Regions from separate parts of the Capsicum annuum genome. Here region 1 is linked to region 2. Evidence: chromatin contacts called from public Hi-C data. All regions are on one chromosome and are shown on one strand. Each heading gives the region's core, a stretch centred on a gene start, on an enhancer-like site or on the middle of the called end of the contact. The rest is flanking DNA. Distances are from core to core; before and after follow the strand shown.

Region 1 (3,896 bases), core at 1,150-3,649, 170 kb before region 2:
ATGGACACGTCATGACCATCTCACAACTTCACAAAGGAGAAGAGTAACCTCTCTTTGTATATATTCCCATAGAAGTGTTTCAGTTTTGCTTTTTTTGTTTTGATATCGAGGTATCCAGACTAGCTTGTGTGCGCCTGGATTAATTCCAAAGAGTACCTTCTAGCTCCCACCAACAGAAGAACCGAGTAACTCTATCCACCAAGACTTGGACAGATATGAAGAAACCACCTGAGTTTCTAATAATCAATAAAGTCAACAGATAAAAAGGGAACAAAAACTAGACATTACTGACAATAAACCAATATTTCTCCACCAAATTAAAAAGTGAGAAACTAGTCAAAAAGTACAAGTAACAAAATCTACTGAAGGTTAGTTTTCCAAATTGTTCCAATTTCTAAACTACAACAGGATGTCGTGCATCTTCAACCTTATTAGCAGAAACAGTTCTAACTTCACAGCTTCATCAGGGATGTCATGCAACTTCAACCATAGTAGCAAAAGTCAAAACTTCTTTACTCCCCTCAGAAAAAACCACACCATCCATGTCTTTCATTGGCTTCCAAGAATATATCAACCCAACAACTTAATTCCAACCCTATTGGGGATAGGGGAAGGGGAAGGGGAAACTAGCGGGGGTTACAAGGTGGGGAGCGAACCCTCAGCAACGAGGTGAAAATTCCGGAAGCCAACTAAGTTACAAAGATTCTCCGGATATTTTGTATCCACCTATTCTATTCTTTTCTTTTCTTTCTTTAAGTAAGATATCCATCCGCTATATTCCTATGTTGCGCAGACTCTTCATTTTCGATGCCGCACCCATATCGGATTCTCCAAGAATCTGGAGAATTCAACACGCGCCCATTGATGTTTTTGAAGGTGGCCGAGCAACATAGCTCTATTCTGTATTGTTCAGAAGATTCATCAAAGTATATCAACTCAACCCAACCCAACCCAACCACCTTTAATTCCAAACTGACTCCACTAAATGGACCCTCTGCAACCATCCTCTCTAATCTTTAGAATTCAAATAATTGTTAATTTGACTATTTCCCTTCATCTTATTGCACCCTCTTCCTTTATCCCGGTTTTAAACTGACTATATCTTGGCAAGCAGTCTCTACCAACTAAAAAAGCCCAACCAAATGTTAAAACACCTAAAAAATGTGCACCATGACTAATGACTAATTCTACGGGATAACCGTCCACCTCCCACTATTAAGTAACTCTATCTACCAAGGCTGAGACGGATGAAAATAAATCACCTAGGGGACATTTGACCATGTCAATTTTTGACATTTTTTGGAATTGAGCTCCCATAAACACGTTTGGCCATAAAATTTCAGAAAATTCCGAAATACAACTAAAAGTTAAATTCCAAATTTTTCAAGAATTCGAAAACAAAAGTAGGTTGTTATCACTTTTCAATCCAAATTACTCACAAACATTCAAAAACAACAACTATTTATATTCAAATATTCATGGAAAAAACCAACTCCTATTTGTATTCATGGCCAAAGACAACTCTAATTGTCAAATATCATTTTTTATCACTTTGAAAACAAAAACTATTTTTTTTCAAATTTCACAATGAAACATTGCCAAACGTGCAAATAGTGTTTTTGTTTCTGTTGGGATGATTTTAGCCTGAGGCCTCACAATTCTCAATCCACTTCATTAAACACTAGAGCACACTTTTGACAAAGACAATCCACTATGTATGCCCAATTAAACACAAATTCAGCAACTCCTAACACAAATAACTCAAATCAAAATCAAAACCGCTTCAACACAAACCTCAAAATCTCCTAACTAGGATTCTAATCACAAATTACAGAATAAACCGACTAAATCAATCATTAATAATACATCACAAATTACGTCAACAAATCAAAACAAACCTCAACTCAATAATTTCCGAACAAAAAAAAGACAAAACAAAATGAATTTAAAAAATTATTGGGATATCCACAACATTTATAATCAAGAAAAAGTCGAAAAACTACCGTGTCTTGAGCTTTGACATGGATTTCAAAGTGAGAACCTTTAAGAGTTTTCACAAAAATCTTCATATCTCTTCTTACGTCACCGGAAAATTTGATAGCCAACGAAATAGCCCAACGGGGGTGAAGAAGAGGAAGAAAAATATAGGAGGACCGTATGGTGCAAGTAAAGGGGTTAAAAGAGTGTCGCTTTTTATACTACTAATAATAACAATCTAAGGAGTCGGAGTTCCTGAGTCAAACGCGCATATGAAGCGAGTGTAAATCACGGGATGGTGATTTGGTAGTCATCCGTGATTTTTCAAGGATCAGCCAGCTAGATTTTTGTCATACGGAAGATGGTAGGGTGGCGGTCTGGGGGTAGGGGAATATGGGAAGGATATATTTACACTTCGGGTGTGTTTGGTATGAAGAAAAATATTTTTCGTCGAAAGTATTTTGCTAGAAAATGTTTTTCTGAAAAATAAGTTGATTTATTATTTATTTTTTTTATATTTGGTTAGTGAATAGAAAATATTTTCTAGTATTTGATTGGTGAATGAAAAAAAAAATTCAAAAAATATATTTTAGTGTTTAGTTAAAGTGTAAAAATACATTTTAGAATCTTTTTTCAAAAAATAATTTTAAAAAATTAAATTCTTTTTGGGAAGGAGGTTGGTAGGCAGGTGGATAGGGGTGTCAGAATAGGTAGTAGGGTGGGGTAAAAAAAGATTTAGAATTTTTTTTGTTAAAAAGAAAATTTAAAAATTGGCGGGGGGAAGGGGGATTATTAGGTGGTGGGAGTCGGGATAGGAGAGTGAAGGGGAAGGGGGAAGAAAAAATTAAAATTTTTTAAAAAATAAATTTAATTTATTTTAGGTTGGGGGTGAGGGGGAGAGATGGAAGAGGGGGCTGGTAAGGGGGAGGGAGGATAGGGGTAAGAGAAAAGTTCAAATTTTCTAATAAAATATAGATATTATTTTTTGAGAATTGTATGAACATTTCAACTTTAAAGTGAGGTTGAAAGAGAGTTTTGAAAAATATTTTTCCTACTTTTTGAAGGGAAGTCATTTTCCTTAAATTTAAGAAAAATAAGTTGGTTTAAAAACATTTTCCAAAACATATAAGCCAACCAAAAGAAAATGTTTTCCTTCATACCAAATACACCCTTCATTTGGATGATGGTTTGTCATGGTTTTATGATATTGTAATGTATAATATATTATAATATATAATGTTTTAATGGATTGTATTATTTTATTGTTTAATAATAATTTTATTATTTGATATAATATTATATTGTAATTGATAAATTTACTAAAATATTCTTAATTATTATAAATGTTAAATTTATCAATTTGTTAATAAAATAATTCTCTTCCTGCTAATTTGTCACGAATTATGTCATATAAACATATTAAGTTGTTAAATTCATATAAATTTAACAAAATCAATATAAGATTAGATCAAAATAAATGTAATCGGATTTATTTTTTATAGTAACAAATTTCATTTCTTTTTGGTGTTTTGAAACGTGACCACCAACGATAAGTACAAAGTTTGAATGCATCATTTGTGTATTCTACGAGCGTGTTTGGTATGAAATACAAAAAAGAAACCTAGGAAAACAAATTATTTCGTACTTTCGTTACGCAAATAGAAAAATATTTTATAAAAATAATATATATATTTAACACAAAATAATAAAAATAAATAAGAAAAGGGAATGGGGTAGTGGAGTGGGGGATAGAGGGTAGGGTTGGAGTAAGAAAAAAAATTAATTTTCAAAAATAAATTAAAAACTTTTTTTTTTTTTTGGGGGGGGGGGGGGGGGGGGTCTGGTAGGAGTGCTGGTGGGGTAACAATTTTTTTTTAAACTTTAAAAAAAAAATTGAATAGGTGTTGGTAAGTGGTGGA
Region 2 (3,831 bases), core at 66-2,565:
ATGGATTAATCTGTAAATTTCTAGGGAATTTAAAAAGTCCGATAATGATTTGAATATATATTTATATATATATATATATATATATACAAATAAATATATATATATAACTTAAAAATAAAGCATGTGCCACAAATTATTATATACTGTTGAAATAAAAAAAACTGAGAATGTATCATTTTTTTTAATCCATTGTACAATTTTGGGTATTTAGTGGAACCATTGAAAATAAAAATCGCAACACAATTCTGTCGGAAAATGCCATTGCTACCGACCAAACACCACCATTTTCCCCACCCCAAACTCACCTGAAATCGATAATCAAGCTCAACCTCCATCGGAAAATATCATAAATCAGTTACCAAAAATTCAAACTGATAAATCCGGTCAAACCAATCCAAATTCTGACATCAAACCAACGACTAAATACCTAAAAGTCCGCTAATCAACCAAACGAGGTCCCGCCGGCAAACAACAATTAATTTCATTTCAGTCTACTCTCACCGTAAAAACAACAACAACTTGTTGACCACTACTCATCTCCTTCCACCTTGCTAAAAAACACAACCCAACCAATCTCCATTTTTATCTCTGACGAAATTCATCGGAAAACGACTTCAATTTCAATTTCATTCTAATTTTTCAAAATCATAAAAATAATTTTTAATTTTTCAAATTTAATTTCATTCCTTTTAAACTAATTTCAAGCCCATAAATAGAAAGAGGGTATGGAAAAAAGAGGTTGAAAGAGGAGAAATTAGGGATGGGGTGGAGTGACGAATTTGATAGTTAGAGGAGAAATTGGGGTGAGGGTGATGAATTTGATAGTTGAAGGAGAAGAAATTGAGGTGAGAGTGGGGTTGAGGATGAATTTGGTACTTGAAGAAGAAAAAATTAGGTGGAAATAGGGTGGGGGGCCATTGAAAGGGGGGGGGGGGGGAAATTAGGGTTGGGGTGGGAGTTAGAAGGAGGGGGAAAGGAGAGTTTTTTTTCATTTTTTCTATATACTTCCTCTGTTTCGTTTTAGTTGGTCCTCTTACTAGAAATATTTGTTTTAATTTAGTTGTCCCTTTGATGAAATCAAGAGAATTTTATTATGTTCTTGCAATACTACCCTTAACATTAATAACTAAACAAAATGTATTTACTTAAATTTATATTTTTAAAGCATAATTAATAAGACTAATTTAGTAAAATAAACCCCCTAATTAATATTTTTTTAATGAGTGTGCCAAGTTCATAGCGCCAACTAATATGAAACGGAGAGAGTATATTTTATAAATATTAGTGAACCATTTTTGTACAAAAAATCAGATTCACGTTTTTTTTTTTTTTAAATGTCATGTTAAATGAAAGTTTGTTTAAGTGAACGGATAATTTAGGGTGAAAAAAATCTCTTTTCTATAATAAAATCATTATTTGTGATTGGATGCAAGCTATTATCCGTTTTTATAAACACGGAATCATACAGAAAAATGGAAGCGGGAAATCTGCTTGGTTTCATTCCGTTAAACCAATCGCCACAACGACTTGTCCGCTCTCCTCGTTTCTCTGCTTTTCCTCGCACTGTTACTGTTACTCTTACTGTTAATGCTTCTCTAAGTTCCCAGGTACTCTCTATTTCACATTAATGTATAACCATTAACTATGTCTGCGTTTTCTACTCCAATTTTCATCATCTGTGTATGAAAACACATTTAAATCATTCATTATTCATTTTTCTTATCTAAAAAGTCCAGGTATGAAATTCAAATAATTAAAAATTGAGGTGTATTTTAATAAATAATCCGTGATGGTGATAGTTGAGGAAACTCAAACACCTGATATGAAATTTCAAAAGTTGAAACAGTGTATTTTTAACCATTGACTCTTTATTTATTGGATGTTCTATGAATGTGTTTGTGGGTTTCTTCTCATTTGAAAAAAAATTGAATGAAGGGAGAAAATAGGTATAAAGGGCCGAGGCCAGGGAGGGAAAGGATAGCTGATTGGGTGTCGAATAATGATGATTTGGTTCGGAGTTTGCCAATTTACGTTGGTGGATTGTCTTTATTGGCTGTTTTGTTCAATCGCACTGTCTCTGGTATTGCTCCCGTCGCTGATGCTAGCAGGTTAACTACTATATTTTTCTTCCTTTTCATTGCTACACAGAGGATTTTTTTTGGAGGAAATGAGATCTCTTGCCCTTTTACTAAATGAATAGAATAAAATGAGCTTTTGAGATCTCTTAGGTATAAAAACAAAGGTCTCTTGTCAAAAGGCCATAAAATTAAAAAAAAAAAATTACAAAGGGCTAGAAAACAATTTCGCCCTCAGGCTGCAATTTGTGTCCTGGAATATTTTGGAGAGAACTTGTTTTCTAACCCTTTGCAAAAGATTTTTAGTTTTATGGCATTTTTACAAGAGATGTTCACTTTTTACACAAAAGAGATGTTCTATTTTATGCATAAGAGAAGTGAAAATGTCATTTTCTTTTATGCGTTTTGTAAGAGGATAAGAGATCTCATTTCCTCAATATTTTGTCAAGAAATTTTTAGTAGCTTTAATGTTTTTGTTAAAAATGAGATTTCTCGCCCTTTTATAATTCGCAATTAAGAAAATGACCTTTTCAGATCTTCAAGTGTAAAAATGAGGGTCTCTTATGTGTAAAAATCAAGATCTGTTATAAAAAAGATATAAAACTAAAAAAAGTTTATAAAATGCTAGAAAATCATTTCTCCCATTTTAGCTAAAGTTTAGTTTAAAAGGAAAAGAAGAAGAGGAAAAATCATAGACACACTTCTCTCGGCAATGTACTTACAAGTCATATTAAGAGAAAAAGGAAAGGTGATACTAAGATCAATTATCAGCCAAAAAGTAAGTAAATGCAGCTAAGAAAGAAGAAATTTTAGGGCAAAATTAAGATAGCTTTTCATTCATGATCTTTGCAAAAGAGAGCAACACAATAAATTGGGGACCAAGCATGGACACGTGTCCTTTCCTTAATTTGTCTGACACCTCTAACTAACTCATAGACTAGGACTACTTCCTTTCCTTTCAGATAACTATAAGGAGGGACCTAAATAGAATAAACAAGACTCGTGGCTTCTTCTCTTTAATCGAATTAACTACTTGGAAGTACCATCTCTTAAGCCTACTATACTACTAGCAATTCTCTCTCTATCAGATCTCCCCTGTTGAAAATTTCCTTGACCTCAAGGAAGGAACGAAGGGAATCTGATCTTGAGAGTATGATAGTCTTCTCAAGTTGCTTGTTTAGCTGGAAGTTGGTCCCTTTGAATTAACACTTGTGCAACTGCCTTGTTTCCCTTCTGAATCATACGCCTATCCAGTATTTTCAATGGTAGAGGACAATAGGGGCTTGCAATATCCGCAACTGGAGGATGGTTGATGTTTTCAGGCACTTTGTGACTTAATTTGAGTTGAGAAACATGGAAGGTAGGGTGTAACAACAACTGAGCAGGCAAAGAGAGTTTGTAAACTACCTTCCCTACTTCGTCACAAGGTCCTTCATGAATTTAGCGTATCCTGGCATCTGCTCTAATGCCTCAACTAATGGCACATTCACTGACAACTGCTTCAGCATATCCATGAATTTGCTAAACTTGCCCTCATCTGATTTCTTCTTCAATTTATGTGGAAATGGAGGTGGAGGCTTTGGAATTCTTGTTGGGGTAGCCTCTACCTTCCTTCCTTTGCTCTACTCCACATCACTACCCTGTTTTGTCTTAGATGGTTGTTCTACTTCTGCACTCTTCTTCTCTAAATCTCCCAGCTTCTTAGACTCAGCTGGTGACTCATTATTCATCTCATCCTCCAACTGTACATCATCAC

Evidence for each region. Hi-C and Micro-C count contacts between places; a contact is called where the count stands out from the background.
Region 1: a contact with region 2 is called in a Hi-C map of leaf, with 3 times the contacts expected there. The contact joins the promoter of LOC107870806 here to the promoter of LOC107870807 in region 2. A contact is called at or near these places in 2 of 5 Hi-C or Micro-C datasets (bud and leaf).

Annotation. Positions count from the first base shown.
Region 1 is chr5:128,076,589-128,080,484 of UCD10Xv1.1, reverse strand. LOC107870806 (ubiquitin receptor RAD23d) reads right to left here and starts at 2,399. Exons shown (of 12, transcript XM_016717454.2): 1 at 2,004-2,399. The coding sequence starts at 2,069.
Region 2 is chr5:127,906,075-127,909,905 of UCD10Xv1.1, reverse strand. LOC107870807 (protein COFACTOR ASSEMBLY OF COMPLEX C SUBUNIT B CCB4, chloroplastic) reads left to right here and starts at 1,315. Exons shown (of 9, transcript XM_016717455.2): 1 at 1,315-1,607; 2 at 1,936-2,108. The coding sequence starts at 1,473.